2 separate regions of the Mus musculus genome follow, and region 1 is linked to region 2. The links are chromatin contacts, called in public Hi-C maps. All regions are on one chromosome and are shown on one strand. The core of a region is the stretch at or near the end of the contact, and the rest is flanking DNA. Distances in the headings are between cores, read along the strand shown. Region 1 has its middle 58 kb from the start of Gm41458. Region 2 has its middle 190 kb from the start of Gm52257.

Region 1 (3,258 bases), core at 131-2,630, 800 kb after region 2:
ATTATGCAGCCATTACTTAAGCTCATTGCATTTCTTATTATGCAACCTTTACTTTCTATTATGAGGAGTGGGCACATTCTATTCTTGATTCTAACTTTATTATATCTTTCTAGCAAAACAACTAAGACCATCTTTTAAAATTTTCTTCCTCATATCAAAGAAAAAACTGAGAACTGGGATAAGGGAGGCACCCAGGAATCAATGGGGATGACCTCAGCTGTGACTCACAGCATTGGGGATGTGGAACTTGAAGAGGCCACCTCTTGTAGCCAGGCAGGAACCCCAGTGGAGCAATAGAGACACCAACCCACCCACAAAACTTTTGACCCAAAATTTATTTTGTCTACTAGAAATGCAGGCATGGGGAATGGAACAGAGTCAGAGGGAATGGCCAACCAATAACTGTTCCAACTTGAGACTCGTAAGCCCATGGGTAAGCACCAATCCTTAACACTATTAATGATACTCTTGTTATGCTTGCAGTCATGGCTGTCCTCTGAGAGGCTCCACCTAGCAACTGACTCAGACAGATGCAGGCAACCACAACCAAACTCTGGATGGAGGTTGGAGATTCTTATGAAAGAATAAGAAGGATTTTGGCCCCTAAGGGGATAGGAACTTCACTAGAAAACCAACAGAACCAACTAACCTGGACCCTTGGGGTCTCTCAGAGACTGAACCACCAACCAAAGAACATGTCCTGGCTGAACCTAGGCCTCGCTGCACTTATAGCAGATGTGCAGTTCTGTCTTCATATGGGTCCTGAACAACTGGAGAAGGGGCTATCCCAAAAGCTGTTGCCTGTACATGGGATATGTTCTTCTAGCTGTGCCGCCTTGTCTGGCCTTAGTAGATGTGCCTACCCTCACAGAGACTTGATGTACTAGGTTGGTATTGAAGCATGCAGTGGTCCCAGCTGGGTAAGACCATTGATGGCATTTCTAGTTTGACAGCTTGCTTATCACATTGCAATTTCATGAATGCTAGTCAGCAGGCACGAAGCTTCTAATTCAGGTTCATCTTGATTTTTCTGTGTCCTATGTCCAAAGTGTGTGATGTCTGTAGTATTGAGTCTTCAGATCAAGTTCTGGTGGGCAGCCAAAGGCAACAGCAATAGCTTGCATTATTTCTGGGGCCTCTGGGATCTCCTTGGCTAACATGAACTCATAGGGAATGATAGAACAGCTGGCATTGCAAATGAAATCCCTATTTCAAATAAGCAGCAGAAAATGGCATCATCAAATAGGTAAAAATTGCTGTAGGTTTTGTCCTTGTTTTTGATCTTAAAGGTATAAGAGATTGGAGTAGAGAGAACAGATGATTTCAGAACACCAATGTAAAAAGGTTCAGTTTTTCTATGAGGAAGTGGGGTATATGGGTATTTTAAACAGTGTATGAAATGAAATTTAAGTCATCAAGGCAAGATGTTTGATACTATCAATGGAGCTGCTTCCTGTGCAAAGAAAAATTAGGTAGAGAGTAGCATCCCTGGAAGAAGTATGAGGATTCTGTTGTCCTTAGGGAAAGAACTATCCTGAGAGAAAAGTGTCTACAACCCCAGATAATATGAGCCAGAAGAAGGCAGCAGGGCTTTTTGCTTGCTATCTGGGGTTAATTCTGCACGAGCAAACACAGCTGCTAATAATAGGAGGACAGCGGTTAGAAGGCCCCTTAAGACAAAGAGGTGTGGATTAAAAAGAGAAATGACGCAGGCCTAGAAAAATAGCTCAGTAGTTGAAAACACACTGGTTTTGCAGAGAAACCATATTCACTTCCCATCCCCCATTTTGGACCGCTATCAATCACTTGTGACATTAGCCGCCAGGAAATGTGCTGCCTCTGGCCTCTGTGGGCACCCACAACTCACATGCACAGACCCACACACAGGAACATGATTAAAGTAAATAAATTTAAAGTGCCTATAGAAGAAAAATGATATTCAGACTAGAGCTTAGGTTAAAAAATGGGACTTCTGAACTGGAAGACTATGACAAGAACAGATGTATCACAGTTCCTAAAAGGCACTACAGAATTATGTGTGCTATTATTTCCCCTGGCTTTAAAAATCACATTTTAAGCAAAAATCAATACACACGTAAAACTATGCATGTATATGTATATATGTATTGGAATAGGAGTAAATCACTAAATCCTGTATTTGGGGAATTAAAACTGATAAAGTTTTCTTTAAATGAGAGATTATTAGGGGTGTTTGTGTTGCCTAATGTAAGTGACTGTCTACTTACTTTCCTGTTGCTGTGACAACACACACACCATAAGTGACTTAGGGGAGGAAGGCTTATTTCAGTTCACAGTTCCAGGGTATATCTCTCTGTCATGGTGAGAAAGGCATGGGGCACTTCAGAGTGCCATCTCCCTGGCACCTTACCCATCTAGGAAACAAATAATAAGACTGGAAGCAGGGGCTGGAGAGATGGCTTAGCAGTTAAGAGCACTGACTGTACTTCTAGAGGTCCTGAGTTCAAATCCCAGCAACCACATGGTGGCTCACAACTATCTGTAATGAGATCTGATGCCCTCTTCTGGTGCGTCTGAAGACAGCTACAGTGTACTCACATATAATAAAACTTAAAAAAAAAAATAAAATAAAAGGCTGGAAGCAGGACCATATAATAGCTCTCAAAGTCTGTCCCACAGTGGTGGCCTGAGCCACTGCTGAGGCCCCATGTTCCAAAGGTTTCATAATTTCACAACACAGTGCCATAACCTGTTCAAAGATATACAAGCTTATGTGGGGAGACATTTCACATTCAGCCTATGATGGCGAACCATTACAGGTGTCAATAAGTGATGTTAAAATAGTTTCTGTTGGATAGAGACAGTCCTGTGACACAGAGGATCAAAGTGAGGAAGTAATAAAGACAGAAAGTCAATATTTGCTTAAGTAGAAGAGGATTGACAGCCGTGAAGCATGCAAAGGAGAAGCCACTGCAGAGGAAATTGTCTGGTCACATTTGTACAATCCAAAGCATGTAGACCTCAAATACATTTAAAAAAAGCCCCCCCCTTTAAAAAATACTTATTTAGTGGTGTGTGTGTGTGTGTGTGTGTAAATGGGATGTGTGTTTGTGTATGTGTGTTTGTGTGTGTGTGAGTGCAGGTGGTGTGTGTGTGCAGGTGGGATGTGTGTTTGTGTGTGTGTGTGCAGGTGGGATGTGTGTGTGTGTGTGTGCAGGTGGGATGTGTGTTTGTGTGTGTGTGTGTGTGTTAGTGCAGGTGGTGTGTATGTGTGTGCAG
Region 2 (3,547 bases), core at 703-3,202:
AAAGTAATTTGGACTGGAAGCCACTATCTTATAAAAACAAACAAACAAAAACAGTGGTTTGAACAATTAAAAGTTTAATGAGGTTGATCCTTAATTATAAAATTCAATTCCTGCTTTTGGTCCTGGGTTTATACTTTCTGATTTTGTCATTGTTGGCTGCTCTCATATTTATTTTCCCTAATAACTTGCCGTTATACCTCCTCATAGGAGTAGATATGACAACAAAAAAAAATAGCCAACAGTATTTAAAGACATTTCTAAGATGCCAATGACATTTAATATTTGAAATAATATATAAATAATACCCAGCAATGTGTATAATATCTCTGTAACCAAGGAACCAAATAGGTTCTATTCCATTCCCTTTCTATTTATTCAGCAACTGATAGCAAATGACAAGAAATTTTTCTCAAGTGAGCAGATCTATCTATTATATATATATGGCTGATGGAGTAAGAAAAACAATTTTATGTAGCTTTCCTTTGTGGTTTCTAAGAAGGAAAAACGGAGTATTTAAATATGATATTTGAAAAATACAACAACAAATAAACACGATGGGGGTGGGGGGAAGAGAAGCAACCCCATGCTATGGAATGAAGAGACTATAAAACTTTATTTCTGAATAGCAAGAAGAATTTTCTTGGCCTAAAATAAGCTTATGAAATTATATTTAAAGGAAGACTAGAAAGAGAGTCAGGTCACAGTAAACAATTTGTGCCACCCCGTAGGGGAATCAATTTATTGGCTTTCCTCCAAATTCTGTATATCTCCTATGTCTGTACCACAGCTTCCCAGAGACCTTTTATTAGAGTTCTCGGTAGCTCTGGGCACAAATGGGTATCTAATGATTTCCTTGTGGAAGGATCATGCATCCTTGGAGAGAAAGCTAAGTTGGAACTTCTCAGCAACCAACACATTCTTTCCTAAAATAGCAGCTGGCCTGCAGGAGGGAAGAAAATATAGGAAGTCCCCATTGGAGTAGACTGTGTTCTAAAATCTCCAATGGCAAAAATTCCTAATTCATTCTCCATAAAATCCATAATTCCATTAGTAATAATTTACATTCATTAGAGGGATCCTGTGTGAATCAAACTTGCTTAACCCCTGTAACCACGAAATGGTAGTGATGGCAGTATGAGGTTAGTAAATCTAACTCTCCTATTTATCTATCATTTATGACTACTTGTTTCCGGGGAGAATGTGCTGCGAACAAAGTGGATATTGGGGAAAACTGGAAAAAGACAGAGCAGTTTTGATGAAGCAGAGATGGTGGATGCTCTCCGGATTTCTGTGACAACAGGAGACAAAGAATAGGAGAGATCTCTCACATTGCTACTCTTCCTGACAGAGACGGTTGCTAGCTCAGACATGTGTAATTCCTTCTATTTTTGTGCTTAGAAGAAATCTCTTGTGTTTAATACTCCATTGCCACCATCTTGTACTTCTTCAGAGTTCCCATGCATGATGTAGGAAGGCCTGCTAATGCTATTGAAATTCACTGAGTTCTTGCCCGTTATATCATAAAACCTTGTGAAGTAAGACAGATTTTGCTGCCTCTATTTTACAGAAATGCAAACTGAAGTTCAAAGGAGTTAAACTTTTTCCCAGAAAGCTAATCTGTGGGGAGGCTGAGACCTTCAGCCAGGGCTTCAGGCTTCCTGGCAAGGGCTCTTTCCGGTCGCTACTACTGCTTCATGTATTCTGAGCGGTATGAAACGAGGGGTTGCGCAGGTCAGTGGAGCCTCCTTTCTAGGGGACCCACGTTACTAATGATATTTCACCTCAAAGTTTTTGTATGAAAAGATATCGCTGCCAGTTCCTTTTTTCTGCTTCTTAAAAGATTTTACAGTTTGACAATTTAGTCATTATCTAAATCTCGCTGATCCTTATGTGTAAGTGTCCTTTCTTAATTGGCAGGGTCATATCTTGTTTCGCTGTGACGGTTTGACCTCTGTCAGTACACAGATAGGATCTTACTTGCTGCATGTCTGCCTCTCTGGACCTTTTTCTTAGCTTTCAGCTGTAAGAAGAAGGGTTGTTAATTAGGAATCCCATGAGGCATAGCTGAAAGCCTTTCATTGGTGGGTGATAAAGTGTATCTATCCACTAGAATTTGTCTTGGAGCACTGGGTGAAGAGGGGAAGGAGTCGCGAAGATAAGATAGCCTGTTATGAAGATTACAGAAGCCACAGAGAGACAAACGTGGCAGGAATAACCAGGATTCCTCCTTTTGCCCCGAGGATAGATCTGAAGATAGGAGGTTTCTAAAGGTATTCATTTCTAAGTATAAAAGCAGGTTTTAAAATCTCAGTGGATAAGGTTGCTTTTCTCTTTAAGGTGCATTATACATAAAGTATCATATTGAACTCACCAAGGACTCTGGTTTCAGAAAAAGGTCATAGCCTTCCCATCAGGAAATATAACTAAACTTCGGGGCTGAAAAGTAAGGGAGATATTTACCAAAAAGTAGTATATCAAAGACTTAGAACAATCCTTATAAAATATTATATCCCAAAGACACCCTTCAGTTTCAGAAATTGCTGAGTAAATATAATATGCTGCCTTAATAATATATTCTACAGCCTAGCCATGTGCAACACAGTAAGATGAAAGAGCTAGCTAGCACTCCTGAAATATGTCATCTTATTCCTCAGCTTTTAGGGCTTCAAGAATTTATTTAACCTCAATGAAATTATTTGACTTTATGGGAAACTAGTAATAACCACATGCATTTGTTGAGAATAGTTTTATTGTGTGGTATCCAATGGAGTCTGTACTAGAAAGGATTGCTCTTGTGATGATCATTTATCCTCCAAATAAAGTTACCTCATGACCCTTAGCTTGGATTAAAATTCTTGTCCAGTCCAAGTCTACCTTTTGCCCAGCAGCACAGAATCTATATTGCTAATGGCCAAGGATACGGGTAGCTTTCTCACTCCCAGAGCATAGAATCTGAAATTTTAAGTGGAGAACTTTAACTTACATTCGTGCAAACTTCAACACTTGCAGGAAGACAAACAAACAAAAAAATATATTTAAAATTATTCTTGTACCACCTCCTCTTCAACTCCATTCTTCCAACTCCAGTTTCAAGGCCCAATTCCAAAGCAGCCCTGTCCTCAGAGGACCCAGAATTTGAGACAACACTGTGCATTGTGTGAGGGGAGGCACTAAGTACTCTGATTACATGCTGCTTTCAATACAGAGTCATTTCGTGTAAGCTGCAATTAAACATTTACAATTCATTTAAGAGCAGTAAAAGAGACATGGTTTTAAGACATAATTGCAATGTGGGCTTTGCAGGGTTTTTCTTTATATCCAAACATTTGCAATCATGAGATTGATATATAGGAAAAAGCTGCCTTTGGATGAAGAAACTGCTCCATTACTTTACTGAGAGCCACTCTGAGGCTTTTGCTATGGGAAGTTATAAACAACCTTTTTAAGTACTTTGATATAGTATACGGTTTTGTGTTCATATATTGAATCATCATTTTATTTCTATATGTAAATGATAATAACTAGCATTTTGTTTTTCAGACTATAA

What was found. A called contact is a pair of places that touch in the nucleus more often than the background predicts.
Region 1: a Hi-C map of the HPC-7 cell line shows a contact between it and region 2, with 3 times the contacts expected there. The contact joins two enhancer-like sites. A contact is called at or near these places in 4 of 484 Hi-C or Micro-C datasets (the HPC-7 cell line, adipose-derived mesenchymal stem cells, cerebral cortex and 1 more).

The regions. Positions count from the first base shown.
Region 1 is chr16:48,670,136-48,673,393 of GRCm38.p6, forward strand. No RefSeq gene overlaps it. Among named protein-coding and RNA genes, the nearest start is that of Gm41458, 58 kb to the left of the region's middle. Within about 2 kb of position 1,381, at least 39 of the 459 cell types and tissues checked have an H3K27ac peak or open chromatin away from gene starts, as enhancers often do. A contact at or near this core is called in the HPC-7 cell line, where this site is marked.
Region 2 is chr16:47,869,854-47,873,400 of GRCm38.p6, forward strand. No RefSeq gene overlaps it. Among named protein-coding and RNA genes, the nearest start is that of Gm52257, 190 kb to the right of the region's middle. Within about 2 kb of position 1,953, at least 2 of the 459 cell types and tissues checked have an H3K27ac peak or open chromatin away from gene starts, as enhancers often do. A contact at or near this core is called in the HPC-7 cell line, where this site is marked.